2 separate regions of the Cricetulus griseus genome follow, and region 2 is linked to region 1. A link is a contact called in public Hi-C data. All regions are on one chromosome and are shown on one strand. Each heading gives the region's core, a stretch centred on a gene start, on an enhancer-like site or on the middle of the called end of the contact. The rest is flanking DNA. Distances are from core to core; before and after follow the strand shown.

What was found. A called contact is a pair of places that touch in the nucleus more often than the background predicts.
Region 2: a Hi-C map of the CHO-S cell line shows a contact between it and region 1, with 12 times the contacts expected there. The contact joins the promoter of Prorp here to the promoter of Nfkbia in region 1. A contact is called at or near these places in 6 of 8 Hi-C or Micro-C datasets (the CHK-Q cell line, the CHL-YN cell line, the CHO-K1 cell line and 2 more).

The regions. Positions count from the first base shown.
Region 1 is chr5:146,910,691-146,918,634 of CriGri-PICRH-1.0, reverse strand. Nfkbia (NF-kappa-B inhibitor alpha) reads right to left here and starts at 3,676. Exons shown (of 6, transcript XM_027419690.2): 1 at 3,370-3,676; 2 at 2,722-2,830; 3 at 2,180-2,390; 4 at 1,818-1,906; 5 at 1,435-1,695; 6 at 447-983. The coding sequence starts at 3,596. The coding sequence ends at 936.
Region 2 is chr5:147,135,528-147,143,471 of CriGri-PICRH-1.0, reverse strand. It overlaps Prorp (mitochondrial ribonuclease P catalytic subunit), which reads left to right and starts at 4,117. Exons shown (of 8, transcript XM_027419694.2): 1 at 4,117-4,262; 2 at 4,795-6,058. The coding sequence starts at 5,085. It overlaps Ppp2r3c (serine/threonine-protein phosphatase 2A regulatory subunit B'' subunit gamma), which reads right to left and starts at 3,988. Exons shown (of 13, transcript XM_027419700.2): 1 at 3,779-3,988; 2 at 545-672. The coding sequence starts at 3,836.

The sequences.
Region 1 (7,944 bases), core at 2,427-4,926:
AATGTCTACAACAGCCCAGTCAATAAATAAGAAGTCTCAGAGGTTGACTGTCTGCTAGATGGCAGGAGTACTTTCCTGAGCCCATGTCCACTCTTGAGAATTTTCCCAGCTATATCAAATGAATTCAGCAGATTCCCTCTTGTCCAAACTCAGTTCAGTGACAAGTAGGGTTCTGGAACTGCTTAAATCAAGGCGAAAATGACAATAGAGCCTTCAGTGACAGGCCAGGTGGTTTGTTGGTACCCCAGCCCAAGGCTGGCATTTCCTGTCACCCTAGCAGCCTCCCACCCACACAGGGGTTGGAGGGCGGCAAAGCTTTGCTGGGGAAAGGCTGGGCTTACGTGAGGAGCTGCTCTGGGCTTCCTTAGCTGACTGGGCATCACCCCCTCAGCTCTCAACCTCCAGGAACAAGCTACTCTCAAAATAGAAAATGAGCAGGACAATGCTGTCTGTAAAAATCTGTTTAATAAATATACATCTTAGAAGTACCAAAATAATTACCAACAAAATACACCATATACAACATTTACAAGAGGGTAACAAAAACCTCAGTCGGGAGTGACTAGCACATACCACTCAACACCTGGTTCTACATGTGAGGACATACCAGGCTCAGCTACCAGATCTACCGTTCAGTCAAAAGCACAATAAATAGAATGTGGTCCCTTTCATCAGTCTGGAAAACCACCTCCCAAAACCTCACGAATGTGAGCTTTAAAAGACATTTTCTTTGAATTCCAATGATCTGTTTCCCCATTTCACAAAAATAACAATCTGCCATCACCAGAGTAAGATGCTTGGGGGCAGGCTGTGTGCAGTGTGGTGGTAAGTATATCCCTTTCTTTCTTTTTTTTCTTCTTTTCTTTCTTTTTAGAAAAATAAAACTCTTGTTTTATACAAATATACAAGTCCATGTTCTTTTTGACACTTTCCACTCATAATGTCAGACGTTGGCCTCCAAATACACAGTCATCATAGGGCAGCTAAAACAAGAGGGGAAAAAAAAAAGGCATATTAAATTCCTAGAACTTTGCCAAGACATTGGGATGAGGGGAGGGGACTGCTTCTGCAAATAACTCACAATCTTGGACTCTTTCCTCCTTAACCCAAATAGAATGAATCCCCCATGCTGTCGGAGTTTTCCTTCATTGATTCTCTCCCTTAAAAACAATCTAAGCTACGGCAGGAGGTGTAGTTCAATGGCAGAACACATGCCTGTTACCACGTGTTAAGGCCTGGGTTCAAACTCCAGAACCTCCCTTCACCTCCAAGGGTTAAAACAAATCAGAGAGACAAGTTCTTGGGATACTGGTTTTGCAAGCTGCGTTTCGTTAAATAATTATGTTGAGATCCCTATAATAAAGACTAGTTCTGCTCTAGGGACGGGAGAGGGGTGAGGGAGAATGGACCATTCTGGTAGTGACGAACACTCACCTCATCCTCCGTGAATTCTGACTCTGTGTCGTAGCTCTCCTCATCCTCACTCTCGGGCAGCATCTGAAGATTTTCCCGGGTCAGCTGGCCCAGCTGCTGCTGTATCCGGGTACTTGGTCGGCCCCAGGTGAGCTGATAGGGGGAGTAGCCTTGGTAGGTCACTCTATTGACGTCAGCACCACACTTCAACAGGAGCGACACCAGTTCAGGGTTCTGCAGGTCCACTGCCAGGTGGAGGGCTGTCCGGCCATTGCAGGGCTCCTGAAACCAAAGCAATCAGACATGTTTAAGGCCACATCTGGAAATCCACTTGCAGTAAGAACAAGTCTGGAAGAGTTCAGGAGGAACCTGACTGGCTCCAACTAGAAGGGAACTGCACTCACCTGGGCATTGACATCGGCACCCAAAGACACCAAATGCTCCACGATGCCCAGGTAGCCATGGATGGAGGCGAGGTGCAGACACGTGTGGCCTAGAGGAATAAGAGACAAAAAATATAACTACTTGTTTCAATTGTCACACAACTCGTGCCCTATTTTCTTATGGGACAACCACAAATATCCTCAATTCTTAAGAACTCAGAATTTGAGTTTTGACTGAACATTATTATAAGGACATCAAGAAGGGATTTTTTTTAAAGTCCATATTGTCTGAACGTTTTATGTTGAGAGTTTAGGCTCTAGCCTAGACTCAAGTGGGCCCACCTCTCCCTTCTCTGTGTCCTGGGATGGACTGATAGACCTACCATTGTAGTTGGTGGCCTGCAGGATGGAGTGGAGATGCTGAGGTGTGCACGTCTGTGTCAGGACTCCTACACTGGCCAGGCAGCCCTGCTCACAGGCAAGATGTAGAGGGGTATTTCCTCGAAAGTCTCGGAGCTCAGGATCACAGCCAGCTTCCAAAAGTGCCTCAGCAATTCCTGGCTGGTTGGTGATCACAGCCAAGTGAAGTGGAGTCTACAAACGGAAGAGGAAACAGAACGGGGATAAGTCATGGAGCAAATCCATAGTCTTGAGTTTCCTGAACCCCAGACAACTCCTTGTGAATTCTGCTCCTCCCTGATGGCTACAGGGGACCAGGCAAACATGAAGCCCCAGTTGGGTCGTAAAGACCTCACCAAACCCCTGGGATTTTCTTCAAGCTCTAAGATGTTGGCTAATTTGAATGTAAAAGGCCAGGGCAGATAAGGGCTCAGTGACTATTAATTTAGAAACACTTTGGGGGCGACTGAGCTAACATCCAACTCCACCACCAGGTCAAAGAGGGCACGGCTGGGGCAGCGCGCACCTGCTGCAGGTTGTTCTGGAAGTTGAGGAAGGCCAGGTCTCCCTTCACCTGCCGAATCACTTCCATGGTCAGAGTCTTCTCTTCATGGATGATTGCCAAGTGCAGGAACCTGAGGGATGACAGGGAAAGCCCCCGAGGGGCGGTGAGCGCACTGCGTGGGGGCCCCCAAGAGGCGCGGGCTGCGGGGGATTGCGCAAGGCCGGGGTTTCTGGAGGCCGCGGCCGCGGTGTTTTCCGCGAGGTTATTATGAGCTGAGTGTTCCTGGCAGGGGCCCAGGGACTTTCCGTGCCCCACCCCCTCCGGGCGGGCGCCGGCCAGACCGGCCCGCCCTCCGCCGCCCGGAACGCCCTGTACTTCCCCTCGCGGCCGCGCGGCGCCCGGCGGCTGCGCGCACAACTGCCAGGCCGGGACTTGGCGTCCCCGCGGCCGCCCCGCCCCGCCCCCGGCCTGCGCTCGGCTACGCCGGGTCCCTGGCAGGGGAGGAGAAGGGGGATGGGATGGGGAGGCAGGCGACCTGGGCGCTCGCCATCCCCGGGAGCCCCGTCGTGCTCCCTCCGTGCAGAGCCCCGAGCGCGCTGCAGGTCCCCACCGCACCCCACCCCAGGCCTCCCGCGCGCGACCCCGCCGCCCGTGCCCGCCGCCACTTACGAGTCTCCGTCCTCCGTGAGCTGCTGCTTCCAGGGCTCGGCGGCCAGCGGCGCCTCCTGCGGCTGCAGGCGGATCTCCTGCAGCTCCTTCACCATCTGCTCGTACTCCTCGTCCTTCATGGAGTCCAGGCCGCTGTCGTGGCGATCGTCCACCAGCCGCTCCTTCTTGAGAGCGTCCCGCGGGCCCTCCATGGCCCAGTCCTGGCCGTGGCCGGCTGGCTGAAACATGGCTGCGCGGGGCTGCGTGCGGGGCTGCGAGCTGCAAGCTGCTGGCGGCTGGGCGGCGAGTTGCGACTGTTGTGGGCTCGCCAGCGCCGCCGCGCCGCCCTATAAACGCTGGCAGGGGATTTCTCAGGGGCGGGGTCAGGCTCGGGGAATTTCCAAGCCAGTCAGACTAGAAAAAGAACTGGCTCGTCCTCGACTGAGAAGCCTAAACCCAGGGCCGGGGTTCATTGGAGAAACTCCCTGCGATGAGCCACTGGGGTCATGCACAGGGAACTTTTTGATGAGCCCTGAGTGGCTGGAAAGTCCTCCGGACCAGGCCCCCTCCCTCTAGGTACTTCCCTGCAGCCTGCACTCAGTAACCCCAGGCCTCTGCAAGAACCCTGCTTTCCCTGGGGTTTCCCACCGTTGTCGATTGGATGTGGGGTCCTCAGCTGTTGAGATCCCAAGGACGCAGACCCGCTGGGCGGTTCCTCTTAGCGATTTGCCAATTTGCAGGTCCTTTCCGGTTTTTGATCTTTTGAAAACCCACGAGTGGAAATGCTGGCTGACTGCAGGGATTCGCTTCTCATAAATTTCTTCGAGGAAGGAGACATGAGTGTCACTAGGCCGTCTGTGTTTTGCCCATTCCAGGCTCTAGGCACTGCAGGGACATTTGGCCGTCCCTCACCCCCACCCCATGAAGCTGGGAAGCTTTGACATTAAAAACACCCAAGCGCTTGGAGAACCCCTAGAATATTAAATAGGGTTCGATAATCTTGTCTCCTGGGGGAGGGCGAACTCTAGCTATGTATGGAAAAAGTGTTAAATAGAAACCACATTTTTTTTTTTAAAAAAAGTAGAGCAAGGTGTAGTAGTGTTTGCAGTAGAAGTTGTAGCTTCCTAGCAACAGTAACTGTTGAGTTCTTGTGTCAGATTTACCACTTGCTGCAGAGAATGGAGTCTGAGTTTATGGTGAGTGCCTAGCGGAGCAACTGGCTTAGTACTTTAGCCAAGGCTGGCCCTTAATTATAGCTAAGAAAGTAGCTGCAAGGCATCCTGTAGGATGCTCAAGGCAGTCCTCACATTGACCACATCTGAACCCTGCTGGCTCTTCCAGGGTCCTTGCTCCCCAGGGAAGGCAGCATTGTGGGTAGCTACTCCCCAGAGAAAGGGATTTGGTCCTGTGATGCACTAGTTTTACCTGCAGAAATAGAATATCTGCTTTCACCCCTTCTCCACTTAGGAGCCTGCAATCTGTCAACTCCCTCTAGAATTAGCTCAGGAGAAGTAAGGCACCTTGGGTCAGACTTTGTCAGAAACAGACCCAAGAGGCCTCTGTAGTTCCTCAGATTTCTGGTGAGACTTGATCTTTTTCTTGATGAGCCATATACCAACTCTCCTTTCTCTTCATAATTCCATCCCCTTCCCCAGTATATGGATGTGAGGACACTGGGGGAAAGATGTAAAATCCATGAAAAAACAAAACAAAACCTCCAGATAGTAAGGATCCCATGTTAAAATGAAACTTTCCCAGTGAGTTCTGTTCATCAACCCTGCAGGCTTGCTCTGCACATATACAATTATTGAGGCCAAGTGAGACTGATTGTAAGTAGGAGATCTCAATTCCAGGCTCTGTCTTTCATTAAATACATTAGTGGGAGAAGCCATTTGCCTTTTTGTGTGTATGTGGTATGCTTGCTTTTATAGTAGTGGGGTTGGATTTGTGCCCATGAGATAATTAGAGCCAGGGTTCACATTGTAGCCCCAGGTTGGTCTGAAACCTGGTTGTCCAGGTTAATCTGTTGGTAAGACTTCTGCCTCAGCACCCCCCAGTGCTGGGATTGCAGCTGTAGACTGTCAGTCCTGACATATTTGAGATACTCTGTGGCTTCAAAATTGTATCATTTGTCTACAAATACATGCCCCGCTCTGCTTTGGAAGTATGAGCATGGGCTTTTGGAAAATCACAGTATAAATTTTTGGAGGAATCCCAGCCCTTTATGCATCACACTGTTAGTTCTCAGAATTAATATTGTAAGCTAGGTATTGTTTCCATTTCCCTAAAGAGAAAGACAAAATACCTAGAAATTTACCCAGGCACCCAATGACAGCTTGTCTAATTTCTACCACAATATAGTAATCATTTTGCTAAAGTGGATGTCATGTTAACACTTGGAAACACCTTGTAAAAATGAGACCAAATATAGTATAATTTGGAATATACTCAAAGTATTTAGCTGAGTTCAAGGCCAATGTGGGCAACATAAGACTCTGTCTCGAAAAGCCCTTTCCCCTCCTCCCAGGCCTCCAAAAAAGTATTTTCTCTTCCACCTGGGATGTAAAGTAGAGGGTACATGTTTTTCCATCTGGAGATTAGTTCTTCAAAATGTATAGCAGGAGCCAGGTGGTGGTGTTGGCAGTGGCATCAGAGTGGCTGGGAGGTAGGAGCAGGCAGATCTCCAAATTTGAGGCCAGCCTGTTCTACAGAGTGAGTTCCAGGACAGACAGAGATACACAGAGAAACCCTGTCTCAAAAAACCAAAAAGAAAAAAAATGGATAGCAAGGGCTGGAGCAATGCCTCAGCGCAACTAAGAGCACTGGCAACTTTTGTAGAGGACCTGAGTTTGATTCCCAGCACCTACAAGGTGGCTCACAGTAGCCTGCAAATCCAGTACCAGGGGATCCAACACCTTTTAGCACCAGGCAACAAATGTGGTATACATACATACATGCAGGCAAAACATCCATGCACATATATTTTTTAAATAATAAAAAATTTGAACAATGTATCCTATTTTAATGTTTAATTTTAAACAATGTATCCTCAAATTTAATTAAATTTTATATTATTTTAAACAATGTATCCTAAATTAAACTTTGTAAAAAAATTTTTTTTACCCCATTGTGAACTCAAAGCCCCGGCTATAAAAGGTACATCAGAGGATGATCTGGGGCTGTAAGTGTAAAAATGAAGGAGTATGTGTGTTTATGTGTCCTTTGAGATTTCCTGTCCCCACCACCTGAGGCCTTGTGATCTACCTCTGTATTGTTTAGTGTGACACCTAGTGGTGGAAGTCAGGCTCAGGCCCTTCTGGGTTTTGGCAAAACCCTTTGAAACTTTGGGAGGTGCTGAGCCTGGATGACTTGTCCCTCCCTGGGAATTCCCAAGGAGGTACCTTTTGTTTACCTGCATCCCAGGGAGATGGTGTTGAATAAAGTGAGCCGACAGGTATTCTCCCCAGCAAGTACAGCTCAAGATAGCTTAAGTCAACAAAGGTTACAACTCGGGGGAAAAGAATATCAGACTCATAAGCAGGTTTGGGTGTGGACACACAAAAGGGGAAGATACTAGTCAATGAAAGTGTCTGGCTTTTACAGCACTGAATTTGTGGACCCTTCTGCACCTCAGTTTTCTCTCATTGTCAAACATTTTATCTAAGTTTAACAACTTTTAAGATGTTAATACTTTATATAATTTTTTTTTTTTTTTTTTTTGAGATGAGGTCTCACCATGGGGCTCTAGCTGGGCTCTAGGCTCTTGCCTTGGCCTCCTGGGTGCTGGAATTGCAATTGTATGCCACTAAGCCCAGCCCTGGCTCTGTGTTTGTGGGTACAGTGCTAGGAAATGACCCCAGGATTCCTTGAAAAGATAACAAACACATACTTCACACTTTTTTTTCTTTTTAATGCAGAATGCAAAGATAATAAGTTGTACCTTGTAGCAACTTAGTGCTTTAGGCCAGGATGCAGCCTCAGGAGGTGACCAGTGACGCACTGGGACTTGTGGACTGAGCAACCCCATAGGTAAGGGGCATTGTCCAGGCAGATGAGACTTCTCGAATCCTCCCAGGTGAGACTCAATCTTCTATCTTCATGGGGTTTCTTCACAAGTTCAACCAGGGCCTCCAACCTTTCTCTTCTTCTGTGCCGCCCCCCTCCCTACTATGGGCAGGCTGGCAAGTGTCAGTTGGCCAATTAGTCCTAAATTGTCCTCAGACAGTAGAACTCCTGAATGAGACTATCCCTCCGCAGAGCCGCTGGGCTGGAGGATAGAGGGGCAGGAGACCTAAAGAGCAAGCATGGCAGGCATGCTCTATGCCCAGCGCTGCTGTGGCCGTATGAATGCAAACGTGCCTTCTGTTTCTAACCCAGACTTCTGTGGTCAGACGCTGGAAACCCCACCCCACCCTCACCCCCACCCCCACCCCTACATCCCCACCCCACCCCCAGCCAAGTATCTTTTCCCACAGAAAGGCAGCTGTCAGGACTTCCATTTGCACTGAGATAAAAATAAACAGCCAAAACCTCAGTGGGCTTCCTTTGCTTCAGATCCTGAATTGTAATGGAGATCAAAGCCTTGGAGGATGTCAG
Region 2 (7,944 bases), core at 2,868-5,367, 220 kb before region 1:
TGTCAAACTAAACAGGACTAGCTTAGCAGTCTGGGTAAAGCCAGCATACCTGCTGAGACTACATCAACCGAGTAGTGTACTCACACTAATATCTATAATAAAAATCGGAAGTACCTATGGCTCAAAAAACGGAAGTAACAACTTTGCTTTCTTGTACCAACTTATTGGTACAAGATTTTAATGGATTCAAAGTATTTTATCATAGTGATAAATCAACTGTAATAAAATATACAAAATGTTCAATGTAATCCTCTATTTTAAAAATATATGCTTTAGGCAGGGCAGTAGTGGCACATGCCTTTAAGCCCAGCATTCAGGAGACAGAGGCAGGCGGATCTCTGTGATACTTAAGTCAAGACCAGCGTGGTCTACACAGCTAGTTCCAGGACGGCCGGGGCTACACAAAAAACAAAAACAAAAACAAAAACAAAAAACCCTGTCTCAAAAAACAAAACAAAACAATGTATAATGTATACTTTGGATCCCACTTTTGAAACGACATTTCATTTACAGATTCAGAAACATCCACTCAGACAACACTTACCCTGTAATAAAACCGGGGAATGGTCTTATAGAATTCATTTGTATTTTTTCTACCTCCCTTCCATTCTGAGTAATATTTGGTAAATAAATCCATTTCTTCCTCTTTTAATTCTTGTTCACTTTTTTTCCCTAGTAGCAACACAGGAAAAAAAAATTAAGGTAAGAAAAGCACAAACATCAAATATTATTTTTATTCAAGATAGCCTATACATTGAAGTTCAGGAAATTCATACAAGAAAGTTGGTTTTTTTTTTTTTTTTTTCCTTTAGTTTTGAGACCAGGTGTGATTTGTATCACTGGCTGGCTTAGAACTCACTATTTATAGACCAGTGTAGCAGTGAACTTGCATTTTCCTGCTTGGCCTCTGGAGTGATGGAATTCTACATACATGTACCTGGCCTGAAAAAACTTTTTTCTTTTTTTGTTTTTTGATACAGGGTTTCTCTACACAGCTCTGGTTATCCTGGAACTCACTCTGTAGACCAGGCTGGCCTGGAACTCAGAGATCTGCCTGCCTCTGCCTCCTGAATGCTGGGATTAAACGAAGGCAGAATGTTGTATACATAGTAAATAAATTTTTTTTTAAAACATGGTATTTTGTTTTGTTTTGTTTTTAAAGATTTTATTTATTACCTGTGCAACCACTGCCCAGCTTCTGAGAAAGTTTCTTAACTGGGAAAAATACCGGCATGTGTATTTGCTACTGAAAATGATTAAGAAAGCCTGACGATACAGGAGAAGGACTATCCTGAAGAATATATCCTTGTGGGGCTGGAAAGATGGCTCAGAGGTTAAGAGCACTGGCTGTTCTTCCAGAGGTCCTGAGTTCAATTCCTAGCAACCACATGGTGGCTCATAACCATCTGTAATGAGATCTGGTGCCCTCTTCTGGCATACAGGCAAACACGAAGGCAGAATGTTGTATACTTAGTAAATAATTTTTTTTTAAACATGGTGTTTTGTTTTGTTTTGTTTTTAAAGATTTTATTTATTATGTATACAGTCTTCAGCCTGCATGCCAGCAGAGGGCACCAGATCTCATTCAATGAGGTTGTGAGCCACCATGTGGTTGCCGGGAATTGAACTCAGGACCTCTGGAAGAACAGTCAGTGCTCTTAAACGCTGAGCCATCTCTCCAGCTCAGTAAATAAATCTTAAAAAAAAAGAATACATCCTTGTGCAGGCAAAAGAGATTTAGCACATGGATAGGATCTACTACACTGATGGCAACAGCCTTGAGTAGGAGCTACTAATACTATCCATACAATCTAGATAATTTGCTATACACTCAGGCTCAGTAGTAGTATTCCTAGTAAAAGTGAAGAGAAATGTAGCAAACATTGGAGGGGGCTGGAGAGATGACTCAGTAGGTTTAAGAATAGTTAAAAGTCAGTAGATTTGCTGCTCTTGTAGAGGGCTTGGTTTGTTTCCCAGAACCCACAGGGCAGCTCACAACCATGTTTAACACCTGTTCCAGGGGATACAATACCCTCTTTTGGCCTCTGTAGGTGTTAGGTCTCAAAGAAACTTGGGATAAATGACTAACAAAGGTGCCCATTAACATTTCAAGGCTGATGCATGACAGCTCCCTAGGCATTACCCAGTCAGTACCTGTGGCACTTCTCAACCCGCCCCTACCCTAAAGGTCTCCAGCCAAGGGGCTGGGCTTCCCTTCCTCCAGCTTCCAATTCTATAGAAATCACCTTTTTTGGCTATGCACTCTTGGCTTTGCTCTCGGATCCCTTGTGCACTCTTGGTCTGGCCCCCGTTTCTTTTCTCTCTACCTCTTCCTCTCGCTCCCCTCTCATGGCTCCGTCTATTCTGCTGGCCATCTTCAGTCTAGAGCCTTCCAGATGCCTCTGGACAAACTCTCCCTCATTTCTACAATAAAAGCCCCTCCTCATTTTCATTTTTCATTTTTCCCCATTTTCATTCAGCAGGCACCACATAAACATGGTACACTTAGATCCATGCAGGCTATTACAACATGTTTGTTAGTGGTCATGTTGATAATGTATGAGAGAGGGGATAAAATTGAAGAGAAGCCACTGAATATATGAAAGGGAATTTAATCTAGTGACAGATTGGAGGGCTTAAGTAGTAGTACAGACTGTTCTGTTCTAGAGGCAGGGTTTCTCCGTGTAGCCCTGGCCGTCCTGGAACTCTAGCTGAAGTCCAGAGATCCACCTGACTCTGCCTCCCAATTAAAGAAAGGCCTGCACCACACTGCCTGGTGACAATTTTATGGTGACAATTCAAATTAAAGGTGAAGGTTGAGTGTAAGGATAAATACCTAACACCTGAGAGAAATGGTAACTGGAAAGAGTTGACGTTCTACTTTAATTGCTTCTAATCTCTCTCTCTCTCTCTCTCTCTCTCTCTCTCTCTCTCTCTCTCTCTTCTCTCTCTCTCTCTCTCTCTCTCTCTCTCTCTACACACACACACACACACACACACACACACACACATATGCTCATCGATTGGAGAGGGAGGACTGGAGGCTTGGGAAGATGAGAGGAATTAAGTGTGGAAGTCGAAATTTGCTGATGCGACTAAAACACATCCTTTAGCTTAGTGGGCATGGATTCTAAGTGAGAACTCACCATGGTTGTTTTTCTTTTTGCTTGTGAACCTAGCCTTTAATGGCTGATACATCTCTCTAGCCCCGGCGCTGTTTCTCTTTAGTCCATTTCAGCGGCCCGGGTGCTGGTATCGAACTGAAGAATTTAGCCAGACTGACTGACAAGCAAGTGTGAAGGACCGGGGTACGAACGAACAATGTAAAACGGATTAATGAAATTTAAAATAGAGGGCTAAGTGAAAAGTAAGAGTTAAAAGGCTGCAGACACTCGGGAAACTGAGGCAAGGAGGGGTCAGTAAGTCAAACACCCTGTGTCAAGGCGGGTGGGAAGCTGTAAGAACGAATTATATATAGGTCTTTCTTGGTAAGATCGAAGGGAGCCAAGGCTGTCAGTTATTCCTCCTCATAAGCCTAAGATCGAGGCAAACGGGTGCCACGGTTCCGCTTTTGGTTCCTTGTGGGTCATTTACCAGGGAAGTTTGGGCCACCCCTCGGCGGATCCCTAAAGCACACTCCGCTCAGACTCCTTTGTCAGATTAAGTTTACCAGACGCGGAAAGTATCACTCGCACTTCCTCCTCCTCCCCATCCATCCCCCCACCGCCACTTCTGGCCTAGGGCGGGCTATCTGGCGGGCGGTCCCTCGCGAACTCACTCTTTGGATCCGTGTTGGGCGACGCCAAACGCCGGCGGAGCACGTCTTTCCAGTCCATGTCTGACCCTGGCTCAGAGGACCCTACATTAGCGGGTTGTTAACCGCTCCACCCACTGCCAGCTCCGACGTCAGACGCCACCAAAGCGGGAGGAAGTTAGGAAGGACGCCTGGACGCCATCTTGGACACGGGCGGAAGCGTTGGCCACAGAGGCAAAACCCGAATGCTGTATCTATTCCGGATACAGAGGTCACGCTAGCAGGGGCGAAAAGCAGACAAGAAACAGACGAAGAATCATCCTTCTTATGGGAGTATCCCAGCTCACCAAATCTGATCTTAAGGACCAGCGAGAAACCCGCGTGAGGGTCGTGGGCCTTTGGCGCGTGCGCATCACCGGATGCAGGAATCCATTGGGTTTTCCGACTTGAGAAAAGCACTTTCGTCACATTTTGTTCTCGCTCTGGAAGCCTTAACAGTCTCCAAGATGTAATATAAGCTTCCGTAGCCGTCTCTAGCCCTCTTGGATACTAAAAGCTTCAAAATTACTCTTCTTTTTCTGTTTATCTAGTCAGGCTCAATAGAACGCCTGCCATCAAGCCATTCAGGCCCTGGCGGCTCATTCAGCGCGGTGCCTTGTGGGTATTGTAGTTTTCACCGCATTTATGGTTACTTGTAAGCATGCGTGGCGTGGTGAGTTGGTGAATGCAGTGAGCTTCGTTTGTCGGTCCTCCGAACAGTTAAGTCTAAGCTCTTTCTGGACTCTAATCCTTCCCTGTGGTGTTTATGCTGCGTCCCCCCTATCCCTCCTCTCTCAGGCGTTTTAGGGCCTGGAGAAAATGTAAAGAGCAAGGGACCGGAGACTGTTTTTTCTTGCTGCCGGTGGGGTTATGGTTGGTGGTACCTGGTCAAGGTTATTACTTTATTTCTCTGTTCTAGTTTTCTTGGTATCTTGCCCATCTTCAGGACCTTGTGATTCACATGAGTCAACTAGGAAGCCCTTTTTGTGCTTTTTCCTCAGATTCGAAAATTGGAATTTAACAGGCACCTCAGGATTCCCATTCCGTCTTTCTGGTTTAGAGATTGCTACTGGTGTTGGAGATCCCAGGATCACCGTTTAATGGAGAGAACTGTGTGCTTTCCTTCCTATTAAATCACTCCTAAAGCATAATCTTGATGTGTTTGTAAAGGACAAACAAAAAGTCTCCTTTTTAAGAATTCTGCTTCAACTATCGTCAACTTCCAGTCTCTTAATTTTCCATCGCAGAGTGGAGCTGTTTCGTTTTTAACCCTCATTCAACGCACTGCAGAATGACCTATTTGTTAGGTTTTCGGAACATTCAGAAACTTTGGAGGAGCACCCCTTGCTTTGAGCTGGGCCTTGCGACCTCTCCTGTCTCTTTATTTCTCGGGGTTACCAGGAACCAACACAGATGGCTTTGTGTTAAAACCACATTCCCTCTAAATAGCAAAGCAATAAATCTGCTGGTTGCCAAGACTAGAACACTCAAGGAAGAAAATGACAGCAGTAGGCAAGTTTCTTCTGATCATTATTTTGCTGCTGGAGCAGCCAAGAAGAGGGCACACTTAAATAACAACCTGCAGCAGAGAGATCATGCCGTGTCACGTAAGAGAGGCACTATTGAAGTTCCAACTACACCCTTGAACTCTGAAGAGTGGGATCAACTTAAAGAAGATTTCAAAGGGAAGATCAGTTTTGAAGATAAGGTCATTTCACAGATGGTACGAAACCGTAGTTCTGTAGATGTAGCTAAGTCTCTCCTGGCATGGGTAGCAGCAAAGAACAATGGCATTGTAGGGTATAATTTACTCGTCAAGTATTTGTATCTCTGTGTCTATCATAAGGAGACATCAGAAGTTATTGATGTCTATGAAATCATGAAAGCCAAGTACAAGTGTTTAGAAACTGGGGCTAACAGCATTCTCATCCGGGGATTGATCCACTCAGACAGATGGAGAGAGGCCTTGCTGCGGTTAGAAGAGATTAAGAAAGTCACGATCCCTTCAAAAAAGAACTACAATGACTGTATACAGGGAGCCCTCTTTCATCAAGATGTGAACTTGGCTTGGAGTTTGTATCAGGAATTGATAGATCATAATCTCATTCCTCTGTTGGACACTTTAAAGGCCTTCTTTGATTTTGGCAAACACATAAATGATGATCACTATTCAAACAAACTACTGGACATTCTTTTGTATCTAAGGAATAATCAAATGTTTCCTGGAGAGTCATTGGCACATAGTATAAAAACATGGTTTGAAAGGTAATTTTGATTTTGTGTATGTGTTTATCTCAGTACCTATATTTTAAAAGTGTACCCTTTTTCTTTGTTGTTTATTAGCTGCCAAGACTCATTTTATTCAGATTATGCTTTTTAAAAAATAATTTATTTAACTTTATTTTATGTGAAGGTATTGGATTCCCTGGAACTGGAGTTACAGACAGTTGTGAGCTGCCATGTGGGTGCTGGGAACTGAACCCAGGTCCTCTGAAAGAGCATTCAGTGCTCCCAACTGCTGAGCCATCTCTCCAGTCCCCAAAATAATTCTCCTAAGAAAGTCATAAGAATAATTTGTTTTAGTCTCTACTCGTCTTATAAAAGGAATTTATACAGCACCTTTTGTTTTTTAAAAGAGACTGGATATTTTGTTATTTTTTTTTTTATTTTGTCTACTTGTATTTGGCAAAATTCAAGAAAATCCTCTATTATCTATTCTGTCTTTGTGAGTCTAAAGTTTAATATCCAATTGATCTTTTTTATAATCTTTTTTTTTCTTTTTCCTTTTTAAATTTAAATTAGAAACAATCTTCATTTACATGTCAATCCCAGTTCCTTCACTCTCTCCTCCCCTGCTCCCCACCAATCCCCATCCCCTCCACTTTCTGCTCCCTAGGGAGGGTGAGGCGTTCCATGGGGAATCTTCAAAGTCTGTCTTACCATCAGGCAGGGGCTAGACCCTCCCCTGTGTGTCTAGGCTGACAGAATATCCCTCTGTGTGGAATGGGTTCCCAAAGTCCATTCATGTACTAGGGATAAATACTGATCCACTACCAGAGGCCCCATAGATTACCCAGACCTCCAAACTGACATCCTCCTTTAGGGGGTCTGGAACAGTCCCATGCTGGTTTCCCAGCTATCAGTCTGGGGTCCATGAACAACCCCTTGTTCAGGTCAGCTGTTTCTGTGGGTTTCTCCAGCCTGGTCTTGACCCCTTTGCTCATCACTCCTCCCTCTCTGCAACTGGATTCCAGGTTTCAGCTCAGTGTTTAGCTGTGGGTGTCTGCTTCTGCTTCCATCAGCTTCTAGACGAAGGCTTTAGGATGGCATATAAGGTAGTCGTCAATCTCATTATCAGAGAAGGGCTTTTAAGGTAGCCTCTCGACTATTGCTTAGATTCTTAGTTGGGGTCAACCTTGTAGATCTTTGGACATTTCCCTAGTGCCAGATTTCCCTTTAAACCTATAATGGCTCCCTCTATGATGGTATCTCTTTTCTTGCTCTCCTCTATTCTTCCCCTGACTCACTCTTCCTGCTTCCTCATGTCCTCCTCTCCCCTCCTCTCCTTCTCTTTCTTCTAACTCCCTCTCCCCTTCCCCCATGCTCCCAACTAGCTTAGGAGATCTTGTCCCTTTCCCCTTCTCTGGGGCCCATGCATGTCTCTCTTCGGGTTCTCTTTGTTTCCTAGCTTCTCTGGCAGTGTGGATTGTAGGCTATTTCTTTGCTCTAGGTCTAAAATCCATATATGAATGAGTACATACCATTTTTGTCTTTTTGTGACTGGGTTACCTCGCTCAGAATGGTTTCTTCTAGATCCATCCATTTGCCTGTGAATTTCAAGATTCCATTGCTCACCCCCCCAACCCCCGCTGAGTAGTACTCCATTGTATAAATGTACCACATTTTCTCCATCTATTCTTCAGCTGAGGGGCATCTAGGTTGCTTCCAGGTTCTGGCTATTACAAGTAATGCTGCTATGAACATAGTTGAACAGATGTCCTTGTTGTATGAATGTGCTTCTTTTGGGTAAATGCCTAAGAGTGGAATTGCTGGATCTTGTGGTAGACTGATTCCCATTTTCCTGAGGAGTCGTCATACTGTTTTCCAAAGTGGCTGTACGAGTTGGCACTCCCACCAGCAGTGGAGGAGTG